Linked DNA regions of Arachis hypogaea: region 1 is linked to region 2. The links are chromatin contacts, called in public Hi-C maps. All regions are on one chromosome and are shown on one strand. The core of a region is the stretch at or near the end of the contact, and the rest is flanking DNA. Distances in the headings are between cores, read along the strand shown. Region 1 overlaps LOC140178042 (a long non-coding RNA gene). Region 2 has its middle 3.6 kb from the start of LOC112792550.

Region 1 (6,513 bases), core at 3,274-5,773, 42 kb before region 2:
TCCCCTTTTTAGCTTCAAAAATCTTAAGTTTTGGTATTGAGAAATTGAATGATTTTGATGGTTTAGGTGAATTCTGACAACAAAAAATTATCGGGTTTTATCCAACTTCTCGTGGGTAATGGTAAGAAACTCATAAACCTTGTGAATCCTTTAATTATATGAGATTGAATAGTAAAATTAGTGGTTGTGTATGTGTGAAATTAGGTTTTGTACATGTGAATTGGAACAATAATGATGATGTTGGAAGCTTGAGCTCGGGTATTCAGAGCTGGAAACTCACTTGGTGAAAGCTTGGAGCTTTTGTTTCGAGGGCTTGCGGTGCCTTGTGGCTTAGGGAGAAATTTGCCAATGTATGGTTTTAGTTTCACATAGATAATATGTAATGTCATGTGAAACCATAGGCTAGACGACTATAAGATAGGTTGAAGCATGTATGTATGTTAAGTATTAGAATTGTTAATGAGATTGTTAAGCTAACTTGAAATGAATGTTGTTGATTGGTGACTGGATGAGGATTAACGAGGATATTGAATGTGAATGTTGAGCCTATGATGAGAATGTGGCGAATCATTGATTATTAATGAGTTTTGATAATGATTATGAGTAATGATAATAATTGATTGTTGATTTGTGAATAAGTTTGGATGATTATGAATTTGTTGGATTGAAATTGATAGAATTAGACATTGACACATTGAGAGAGGGGTGATAAGGGTATGGAAGGATTTTGGTTGGAATTTGGGTTGAAAAACTTTAGTTTGAGAATGAAATGTTGGTAAAATAGAGATTTGTGGATTTTGAAAAAAAAAAACTTATTTTTGACTGAGCTTTGACAAGCCATAACTCACTTTTCAAATCCCTAAACTTTTTCAAACTCATCTTAAATGAAAATTGGGTCCGTGAAGTTTACACCATTCAAAAAACGGATGAAAAACGATTTTTAACAAAAGAGTTATACACGTCGAAAGTTGGGTGTGCAAAAGACATTTCTGCAACACTTAGCAGCTTTTTGGCATTTAGAAGGGCTCACGTACACGAGTGCACACGCGACACGGCCGTTTGGTTCGGCCAGACATGCTCGTGTACACGGGAGTGCGCCGCGTATTCGAGAAGTGAAAATTTATATGCTCGCGTGCACGGGCAAGTACACGCAACCCGAGCAATCAATTCGGGCCAAGAGAGTTCGCGTACACGAGTGAGGAAATTTACACCCCCGCCTACGCGTAACACGGTACGCGTACGTGGAACCCTGTTTTTCAGCAAAATTGTGTTTTTGTGATTTTAACATGATTTCAAACTTTTAAACCTCTATTTTTACTTTCTAAGACCTTGAAACTTAGTTCTAATCATAGCGAGAAGGGTAAGCTTAGAGAAGGAGTTAACTTAACAGAGAAGAAAGATTTGAAGTAATGAATTGTGATTGAGGAAGCACGGAAATGATGGTGTGTAAATGAATGTGATATGTGACTCCTGGGTAGTAGGCAGTGGCGTTGTCCACTTGCTCCGGGTATGAGATGAGGAAACAAAATTACGAAAATTGAGTTTAATTATGAAATTTTGAATGAATATGAAAGAATTAAAATGATAACGAAAATGTTAATGAATTTTTGAATGTGAAACCTGGGCAGTAGCAAGGATTGTGATTCGTCTCGCTTGCTCTAGGTCAGCGATTGTGACGCCTGGGTAGTAGCAGCAGTAGTGGATTATTTCACTTACTCCAAGTTGAGCTTTTAAACACCTGCTTGGGTAGTAGCAGCAGTAGTGGTTTAATTCCACTTGCTCTGGGTTAAGCAGGTAGTAGCAAGGGTGTTGTAACTTTGACCTACTTGCTCCGCAAAGGGTGTTTCTTTTCACGGTTAGCTACCAGGACATGTCGGGTTGGCTATATAACCGACAGATGATATCATCAGCCATTGGACAGGCATGCATCATATGTATTTGTATGTTTTTCTTGGGTGTGCATTGTATTTGGATTGCTTAACTATATAACTCTGCTTATCTGCTACTTGTTTTACTTGCCGTAATTGTACCTCTACTTGTGTATTACTTGCATGCATTGTATGTCTATGCAACTGATATACCTCTCGTCTGGCGGAGGAGTGACGATGGAAGTTCCACCGAAATTTTGGAGGATTGGAGGAAAAGGAAAAAATGAGGGATTGAGTTAGAATAGATTAAGATAGAATTGAGTTAGACCTAATTAAGTGCTTTAGATACCCCAGCCACCTTGTTTCTGGTTTTAAATTATAACTTTATGATTTAAATTTGAGTGTCAAAATCTGGGATTGCCTCTAATTTTTACGAGACCTTATATATTATGTATGTGGGCACTATTACCATGCTGAGAACTACCGGTTCTCATTCCATATAAATATTGTTATTTTCAGATGCAGGTCGAGAGGCACCTCACTAGGCATCTGGAGTTTCAATTGCCGCGAAGATGGGACTTTAGGTTTTTTGTTTTGTTATGTATGTATATATTTTTACTTTCTTCGTACACAAGTCAACGTTATCTTGAGCGTTGCACTTTTATTTTTACGATTTTGCTTTAACCAACCTTCAAGACTCCTCAAATATTATATTCTTTCAACTATATTATATATTTATATTTTATTTTAGAGGTCGTAGTGTCACACTACCTCTGTTTTACGGTTTAAGCGTAAAACTCTGTGTGGTAGGTGTTACAATTTCTGTTCAAATTACCACCATTAAAACCACCATAACCACCTCTCTACCACCATTGCAATACAAATTACAACTATTAATAATAGCAAACAAAGAATAAATTAAAATTTTAGATCCAATCCAATTTAATATATAAACACAATTTTTAATCATCTAAATAATAAATAAATAAATAATATATGAATTAGAAAAAATAAAAGAGAGAACTAGATGGATATGGCAACGAGGAGGAGAAGCAGAATAATTGTAGAAAAGAAGTGCAGGCAAAACTGAAAGAGGCAGAGAGACGGAGATAGGTCTATGAGGTAGATTGAGAGATGGAGAGGGAGGTGCGACAAAGGCAGCGACGGTGAATTTGGTAAAGACGGATGCAAAGTAGAGGCAACGACGAATCTAAATAGAGAGAAACTCGGAGATAAGGAAGCCAGGTAGGAGAGAAGAGTTGAGATAGTGGAGATAAAGAAGATGATGAGAGACAGTGAAAGAGAAAGCGGGGAAGGAGAAGGAGAAGGAGAATGAGAGGCGGCAAAAAAGGATAAAAAAATAGAAACGGTGAAGAGGGACAGAGAAAGTGAGGCGGCAGTTGGGGTGGGAGGCATGGAGGAAGAAAGGAGGCCATGAGATAAAATGTAGGAAAGAAGAGAAAAAGAAATAGATTATGGTTAAAAGAAAAATGATATAAATGAAAATAAAAAAAGATAATAAGGACAAAAATAAAAATAATAAATTGTTTCTGTATTTCAAATGTGTGTCACATATTAAAATTAAAATATTAAAAATATTTATTTTATATTTATGTGTATATCACCGTATCTATAATAATTTTGTGTCTCATTAAATAAATAATATACATATATCACTGTATTTATGTTTTTAATGAATATGAACACCAACCAAATGGGCCCTTATAGATTGAGAGAGGGCCTTTTAATCCTAGTCTAGAACTTCACTTCCACTAGTTGCAAGAAAACAGATTAATCTAGTAATTATTAATTAATTTAATAGTAATTTTCAGAATATGTTTGAGTAAAATCTAGTTAAAACCCAGATGTGTCCTCTCTACTTCTAAACTTTAATTTATTCTTTGTGACTTACACTAATTGATTCCTTTGCTGGATCTTGAATCTTGAATGCCCTCGCCACATTAAATACCAAACTTGGGACTAATATTAATAAATCCCAACAATAGTTTGATTAGCTTCTCTCGATTGAAATCAAAATAGTAAGAAACGTTTTTAAAACCAAAACTCGCACTGCATGGTTAATCCCAACCCACTTGCCATGCTTGGAATGTGGTCCCATTAATAAACGCGTGGATTCCTAAATAGGCTTCACATCCAAGTGGGACTTATTGGCAATCTTTTATAGATAAAGAGAGAATAATTTAATTTTTATATTTAATTTTATAATAATAAATTTTTAAAAATATATATTTAATACATTGAAAATATATAAAAAATATTTTCAATCATTTTTAATACTATTTTTAAATTAAAATATGTCCATAAAACATATGTTAAAGAAAAATAAATAAATAAAATAAAACAAAAAGTTTTCAAATATATCTAAAGGAATACTCCAGTAGTTTTGAATTCAACTCCGCAGAGATTAGAGAATACCAATATCCTCAAAGCTATAATCATTTGATTAAAAAAAATGTTGACCAACCCACATCACTGGTGGAGTATGTATAATTGTATATAATTCCCATTTTTCTACGTAACACTGAATATTTTATTTCAAACCCCAATTTAGTTGATACTTCAATGTCTAGTAGGTACTTCAATATTTCTCCCACAGTCCCACCACTACATCTTTGACTATGCCACATACATGTATATTTGTTTAAGAGTGATAAATAGATTAATCAAAATATAGTAGATGGAATCATCATTAATATAATGTAAATGAAAGAGATTCATTAGAGGTTTGACTTGAAACTTGAAAGACAACAGAATGTTGTTTCAGTGTAGGGGGAGTTGTAGGTAGGTCCAATTTTCATAATTAAGAGAGGATGCAAACATGGATTACTATAATTGAAAACAAGAACTCCTGGCTAATGGGATTTTTCTTTTTTCTTTTTCTTTTTTTTATTCTTTTCTTTTTGATTAGTAGTAGTACAGTATGTTGGAATTCCCTATGTCACCCGAAACATGGCCAAGAAAAAATCTAAGAGGCTGCTGGCATGCTTTCTTGCCCTGCTGCCCCCGTCTGCCAATTATACCTTTGAAACAAATGGCAAACAAAGAGGTTCCAAATGAACACATTTTGGTCAACATGTTCAATTCCCTGTTCCTTTTATCTCTATTGCTGTAAGGCTCTAATAATTTGGCCCGCTTGGATATTGACCTAGGGCAAAAATAGATACCAAGAAAATTATTGCTATAATTTTTAATAGTACTCTAGAACAAACAAAAAATAAAACAAATAAATAGAAAAATAGATAGATATTATTATTACCAGAGTAATAGAAATTGCTGTCATTTTTTAATAGTATTTAATTTTTTGAACATATTTAATTCCAAACATTCATGTTGACCAAAAATTAAATTTTTAAACTCTGTCAACAACTATAACTGTTAAATATGTATAATGATGACAGAATTATTATTTTTAAAATGTGTATCATTATCTTTGCATAATATTATTACATTCGGATAAACAACAATTATTATATGCTCGTTAACCATTTTAAAGAATTTGTGTTTGGGAGGAAAAAAAAGAATATATAAAAGGTGAAAGTTATTAAAAGGGAGAAAGAATATATATAGCAATTGTTTGGCAGAAGCTCCAATACAATATCACAAGTAGCACATGCGCTATAGTTTTATTGTGCTGCCAGCGGCTGCATTGTAGTTTCTTAGCTTATGTCGCAGTTATTATTGTCTATGGTATTGTTGCTGTCTAAAATAATAAAAAATTTAAAAATAAATTAAAAGTATAAATATTATTTTTTTATTAAAAAAAACGTTTTAATTTCCATTGTCCTTATTTTTTTAAAATATTGAAAAAGTAATTTTTTTTGTCTTGTAAAAAAGGCTACCTTTTTATATTTGTATCAAATACGTATCGAAAGGCAACTTTTGGGCCTAATTTAGTATAGATTTAACTTTGAGAGTACTTTGCTATAAGCATTTTAAAAATATTTGTCAATATTTTGAAGATAATGAATTTCGATAGTAAAATTCATTTTGCTTCGGTTATTATATTGAAAATTTAACTTATTATTATTAGGTAACAAATCAAACCACCTTTTTTAAAAGGGGGACTTGTGACTAGACACTTTTGATTAGGAGTAGTAATTATGATTAGCGACACTTTTTCAAGCTTTTTTTTTTTTGAAACTAATGAGTCATTACATATACCGACATGATTACGAGACGAACTCCACACAATATTCGGTTAGGGTTGTCTCCCTAATTCCTTGCTGCTGTATTCCTCTTAAGTCTTAACTGGTTTTGTATAGTTAAATCAGGATGTACTTATATTTTAATGTTTTAAAAACATTAACGGTTTAGTTAACATATGTTATAAAAATATTTATTAAGGTTATTAATTAAAGTTTTTACAAAAGTATAAAATTTAAATTTGTAAACATTCATTGTGTATTTTTTAAAATAAAAATTTTTAAGATTTACGAATAATAACCAAATGTTAGGTAAATCCAAAATAGAAAAACAAAATAAGCTTGTTCATTCTAAATCATTTAAAATACGTATAAGAAATTAATTTTAACACAATCAATATTATCCAATTTTTTATTAAATTATTTTTAAATTTTTACATTTTAAAAATTTTAAAATTTAAAATTTAGGATTAGGTGACCAG
Region 2 (6,877 bases), core at 2,017-4,516:
ATAACGAATTAGGGTTAACGAACATATTAACTTATGAAACTAACTTAAGAAGATGATAATGATGAATTGTGGTCTGAATGACCATATTGGTGAGAAAGGTGACATTGTCCTGCTCACGAGATAAATAAATTAATAAATTGATAAAGAAAGGGAGATTTATGAATCTAATAACTCATGAAATTACTTAAGAACACTGTTAATGATCGATTAGGTCCTAAAGGGATGTTCATGGCAAGGTCAGGGTGATATCCTACTTGCGTATTGATTGGTTATTACCATTGGCACCTACACCGGATAAGGACAGAGGTTAATCCTGCTTGTTCTGTGGTTGCATTATAATTGTGGGAACGGAAGTTTTATCCCTCCGCAGTAAGAACAGTAGCATTGTCCCACTCACGAGACGAACGAATTAGTAAATTAAATGACAATGTGGTTAAAAGACTTAATGATTTTTAAAAGATCAAAGACTTTACTGTGAACTGATGTTTACTCGTAGCAAGGACGGTGGTGAATCCTCTTTGCACACTAAGATGAGTTATATCAGGGTAAGGACGATGGTTAATCCTACTTATTTAAGGTACCCAGTAAGGATGGTTAGTTAATTCCGCTTACTCGTGGTCTAATGTAATAGGCAAGGATGGTATTTAATCCCGCTTGCGTATTCCAGGCAAGACGGTTGGTGAATCCCACTTACTCGAGTCGGGTCTGGCAACATAACCGACGCATGAGCTCATGGCCAATAGGGTAGGCATGCATCATTTGTATTTGTGTGTATTGATTGGGTGTGCATATTGTATTTGGTCTTCCTTCTTGATTAATTGTATCTATATGCTAATTGATCTAATTGCTTTATCTGTTCTCTCTACTTATGTATTCTTTTTATTGATTTGTATGTGTTTGAATAACTGAGAGGTCGCTTATGCTGCCAATAGTAACGCCAAGGACTGTTCTTGATGAGATGTTAATGATTTAATGATTGGATGATGAAAATGAGTATTGATTGAGAATTTGAACTTCTTGGATAGATGCAAGGGTTGTGATTCGTTCCATTTGCTCTAGGTTGAGAAATTGAGAATATTAGTATAACTGATGACTTGTATTAAGTTGTTGATATTTGCTAACATTGTTGAGACTAATGATGATAATTGACACTACTGACACTGAATGTTGTTAATAATCATTGTTAGAGGCTGATAAAATCAGAATGGCTTAATGCTGAAAAATGAACAATAATGATATTTAGAGAAATAGCTTAGTGTTAGAAAGAATTGAGATTTGAGATAGTTAACAATGGCTGAGGCTTAGTAACTTAATCCTGTTTGAATTAGAAAGAACCCTAGGCTTGAACTTTGGAATGATTTGAGTATAGGATTACCTAGCAGGTTCATATCTTTTTACATTATCTCTATTCGGAATTATTATCCTACTGGAAATCTTTTAGTTCCCACCCGTTGTCAGATTTTTGTTTTCAAATACAGAATATGACACACCTCGTTGAGCATGTCGAACTCTTTAGAAAGCGAAGACTTTACTTTTGGGGTTTATTTATATCTGCTCTATGTAGTACTTTTTTCCACTTTTGTATATGTAGTTAAATATCCCTCTTAGAGGTTTGAATCATGGAGAAGCAAGATGTATTGTATGATCTTTGAGTTGTATTATGTTCTAGCCGACCTTTCTTTGCAGGTTGAGACTAGTACTTTATGTATGTTATCTATAGATTTTATACATATATCTTTTGTTTGGCATGTCGACGTTTGTTATCTTTGACGTTTTCGAGTGCTATACAACTTTTGTTCTGTCATATTTTCTTCACAAACTCCTAGATATATTATTATTCTTCATATATTATGTACCTTATGAATTTTAGAGGTCATAATGCTTCGCTGCCTCTAATTTACGGCTATAACGTAAAACTTGATGTAGTAGGGTGTTACAACATGAGAAGAATCGATTCAAAAGAAGTTGGTCGAGTAGCATACAGATTTTTATCAATGCTGCCTAGTAGAGATTTTATTAATAAGACAGTTTTGGCCAATAAATACGTCATTATAATGTTTGATGTGCACGGTTAATATTATATTTCTATCAATGTGTATATACCTAAATATACTTCATATTACACATTTTCGTTAATATTATATTTAAATCATTTAAATAAGAAATCCTAAAACCGGGTGACTTTTGTACATGTATCCTTACTATCAATATTAATGTAGGGTTCTAAGTGTCATATAATACGACCAAAAAAAAAAAAATTAACTCTGGATATAATTGCTTTTGCAGAATGTCATGGTAAATCTATCTTGTACAATTTATATATGAGCAAAATTAATAAGGAAATAATTAAAATACTAGTAGGTACTGGTATATATATTTTGGGATAATGAGCAAGTTGGCTATATTATATATGCATTCTAGTAGGCATCAACATACAACACCATCTCTGCACTTATCATAGTTGTTATCAACGGTAATTAAGGGTGGTCCAAGCTAAGCTTCTAACAATTTTGGATAAAACACAATATTACATTGCAAAATTAAGTTGACGGCAAATATCCCAGCCACAAACTTGTAACCTCTTTTTTTTTTTTTTTTTTTTTTTTGACATTCGGATAAAATTCTTCTATCGTCACCAGGTGTGTTGTCTCGAATTTTTGTCCCATCATTTATTATTCAGGAAAAATAAAAAAGATTCATCCTCACTCCTATTTCCGCATTTCTTCTTTTTCTTTATAAGAAATAAATAAATTAGGTCCAAATGAATAATAACGGGACCATTATAATAAATCACCCGTTGTAATCACATTGCTGTTGAACAAGTTACGTGTACTCAAGGATCTAACCATGGAATTAAAAAAAAAATTATATATGGAGGACATTAATTTTGCGAATATCATCGTAAGGGGTTATCCCATAATAGATGTATTAGACAAATAGCTAACATGGTATATGTTTTTGTTGCGTTGCGCATTATATATAAGACTCAAAATTGGTGTATCTTATCGTTCAATATTTGCGAAGAAATCAAAACTCTTTGATGATCACATTGACATACATGCATGCATGTGATGTGCCCTTTAGGCCAAACTCTATGGTATGTAGCAGATGATGGGCTATCTTGCATTGGACATTGATGTTCTACCTAATAATCATTGCATTCATGTTCACTTGTTCATCACTAGCCATATATATATTCTATTGTAGGGTTCTAGTGAATGTGCAAAAATCTATACTTCGTGATTTCATAGATTTTTTCATAGATTTACTAAGATATTATTCAAGCCTACATTCTATTTCTTGTGGCCTTTACCACACATATATATATGATGAAGCCGACTCAACCAACTATAGTTAATTCAATGTTGGGTAGTAAGGTATATATTTATTCTATTAAAAAAAGATATATAATTGTACAATAATATTTAACAGATGAAAAAAGTCAAAATAATCTAAATTTACCATATTTAATATTTATTTATTATATTATGTACATGAACAGAGATGGATAATTAATTTGATATTTGATTATTTGCAGGGGAAAAAAAAGCATAAGTAACTAGTAGATGAAAAATGATGATTAATTCTTTTGAGAGAGAAATTTAAATATTTTCGTAATAATTTAACAAAAAAATATTACATTTTTTAATTTATAATGTTGAAATATATTTTTATTCAATATTAAGAAAATGTTTCATTATTATTATTTTGGATAACAGCTAGCATATGTTGAGTGTGTTTGTTTTAGTGAGTGAGGATTTGTTTTTTATTTGAGTAGTGATAATTAAAGAACCAATAAATAATTAGTCAATTTCAGCAATGTAGAAAAACAATTTTTTCATTTATATTTTTTAAAAAATATTTATTTATCTATTTTTCTCTTTCTTTCTATCACTATAATTATTATTACTATTAGTCTCTGTTATAGTTTTCAACGACCACCAATAATTATTATCGTTTTATATTCTAAATATTAAATTATAAATTTTAAGTAGTAAATTTTAGTTAAATCTTTTATCCTAAATTATCTTAAATTAATTTTATTTTATTTGATTTTTAAAAATGTTTTATTTTAGTTTTAGATTTTTTTTTTAATTTTTAATTCTAAAATCTAAAGGATGAATATTGATGGGGAGATGGTGGTTTCCAATTTTTTATTTTTTTATTTTTTTATTATGTGGATGGTCGGTGAGAAGTTGTGGTAATTTACAATGCATGCCACCCAATGAGCCAAGTGTTGAGCAATAAAACGCGTGTCGTTTTGCTGATCGTACGACAATGCGAGCAAAAAGTGCTGTCAAGTCCCATCAAGGCATCAACCTTCAGCTATTTTCTTTTCATTCGTGGGACCCACTTTTCCTTCATCCAACGGTTCGGATTCATTCTCTCCCATGGATTGCCTAGATTCCACCCCTGCTTACGTCACTCTACTACTTCTCATTCAAAATCAAACCCAACCCATGCCATACACTTAAACATAGTAATAGTGATGATTATATTAGCACGTTAATCATTATTACCCAAGTACTAGATGTAACAATTATTGCGACACGCTAATCATTAGTTTGACTTTGACGCCCTCTTTAATCACTTAAAATCACATAAATTGCTGTGGACAGTTAATAATTTGAACGGTTAGGTTAAATTAAAGTTCTTTAAAATTATATGGTCTAATGTTGTTCTTGAATTATGAGGAACTTTAATATGATCATATGATCATATTCCTAGGTTACTACAATTAGTCATCATCCTAAGCAGTAGTCATGGATTGGGTGTACCTAACAATAAGGATCGAAAGAAAGACCATAAAAAAATCTATTTACTAAGAATAGTTCCATCAAATATTCTGTATATAAGGATGAATTTAATTTTAATGTACGGTTAATATAAAATAATTTTATATGTATATTTAATTATATAATAATATATTAATAAAAATAAATATTTTTTATATTAATTATATAAATAATTATTTAAAAAAATAAATATAATTATATAATTATATAAAATATTGTCAATAAATTAAAATTAAATTTATATAAAAATTAATAATTAAATTAATTATATATTATTTTATATCATCTATTTTGTATTTTAATAAATATTTCATACAAGTAATTGATGTAATAATTGATTTTTAGTGTATATTTAATATGTTTATAATTCAACCTGCCATATGCAATAATTCTATATGTAATATATTCTTCTTTAGCTATTAATTAATTATTATTTGTTTGCTTCTTAAAGTACGTTTTTTCCATCTTTTGTAAGTTCTTTCGTATACTTCCACGTTCCACACGCCAAAAATAAATAGTTGAATGCTGTTTTACACTGTAATCTTGTAATAATTTGATATAGCAATTAATTATTCATTATCTAAGTATAAATAAATAAGGTGAAATTAAAATGAAATTCTAGTTGGGTTAACATTTTGTTAGTTATGTTTAATATTTTTATTTGTATTTATAATTTCTGAATAAGATAATAAAATTGAAAGTTTATTATTATTACTTTCTTTAGAAAAAAATAGAAATGTGAAAGTTGTATGTAACTATGTATAGTTAATTTTTAAAATGAAAATAATTTTATAAACGAAATGAGCCATAATAATTTCTCTAAAATCAAATCCTTTAGTGGCTACCTAATTTCCCACTTAATTGTCCCTTCGTAATTATATCTTGACAGTAATAATAGTAAATGAAATTTCAAACAATTATATTTACACAACAATATTTCATACTTCTCACAAATTCTAATCACAGTTATATTTTACTTTTCTCTTTCACTCCTCTTATTCATTACTGCCTTAAATAAGTTCGTGAAAATATCGCATAAAAATTTTCCATGAAAAATAATATAACCATAATAGTTACAAACAATATTAAACAATATTCTGATAAATATATCTTACAATATAATAAAGTTATACAATAATAGTTTTTTTTCTTAATAAAATCACAAATTTCTGGGCTTTATTACTAAGCCCAATTAATCTGATTGGATCTCTGTTGATCCATGTTTAAGAACTTTTATTAAGAGATCAACACATTAATTGATCACATTTACAAGTGTTAGACTTAATGGGGATGAGAATGAGATCAAACCTCACATCTAACTGAAAGAAAAAAGCATCCATCATTTTAATCAATCTCATATTTATATTTTTGAGTTATTTGCTATCTCTGATCATTGATAAAGATATCAAGTTTATTTGAACGGTTGCAAAATAATAGTTAGAAACTAGTAGTTTCATTTTAGTTCCAAGATGGAAGTGTGTATTATAAAATAGAATTTTCTTTGAAGAGTTAATTGACTAAAAATCTAAAATACCATATTATTTATTATTATTTATATTTGAAAGAAGGATCCGAGGGCAGCTTTAGTAAAAAGCATAAATTATGAGGGTAATGTATTTTTTTATTTTTATTTGAAAAAAATTTTAAACGATTTTTCACGATTATTTCAAAAGACAATAAAATTTTAATTAAAAATGTTTTTTATCATTAATTTTTATTTTTATGAGACTAATTAATTTTTTTATCAATATCTTTTATTATTAACACAAAAACTAAATACTCTCGTAAAAATAAAAATTAAAAAAATATTTTTTATTTCAATAACTCGTAATCTCTTTGAAAAAATTATTAAGAGTTGAATTGGTATATTTTTATTTGTAATATTAGATTAACAATGGTGTTTTTTTGAACTGTGATCTACTGTGATATTTTTTTAAAATGTAAAATGATTTAATTTATAGAGTACAAATCAGATCATTCGAACCGTTCGGTTTGTGTTTAAAGTACAGACAGTCCGATATATGTACTCAAAATTTTAAAATTTTTTTAAACACAAATCAATGGTCTAATTTATATACATT

Evidence for each region. A called contact is a pair of places that touch in the nucleus more often than the background predicts.
Region 1: a Hi-C map of leaf shows a contact between it and region 2, with 2.1 times the contacts expected there. The contact joins two enhancer-like sites. A contact is called at or near these places in 4 of 8 Hi-C or Micro-C datasets (leaf and an unstated tissue).

Annotation. Positions count from the first base shown.
Region 1 is chr13:143,916,796-143,923,308 of arahy.Tifrunner.gnm2.J5K5, reverse strand. LOC140178042 (a long non-coding RNA gene) reads left to right here. Exons shown (of 3, transcript XR_011870112.1): 2 at 67-121; 3 at 205-630. Among protein-coding and RNA genes, the nearest start is that of LOC140178042, 3.5 kb to the left of the region's middle. Within about 2 kb of position 4,523, at least 1 of the 3 cell types and tissues checked has open chromatin away from gene starts, as enhancers often do.
Region 2 is chr13:143,873,655-143,880,531 of arahy.Tifrunner.gnm2.J5K5, reverse strand. No RefSeq gene overlaps it. Among protein-coding and RNA genes, the nearest start is that of LOC112792550, 3.6 kb to the right of the region's middle. Within about 2 kb of position 3,266, at least 1 of the 3 cell types and tissues checked has open chromatin away from gene starts, as enhancers often do.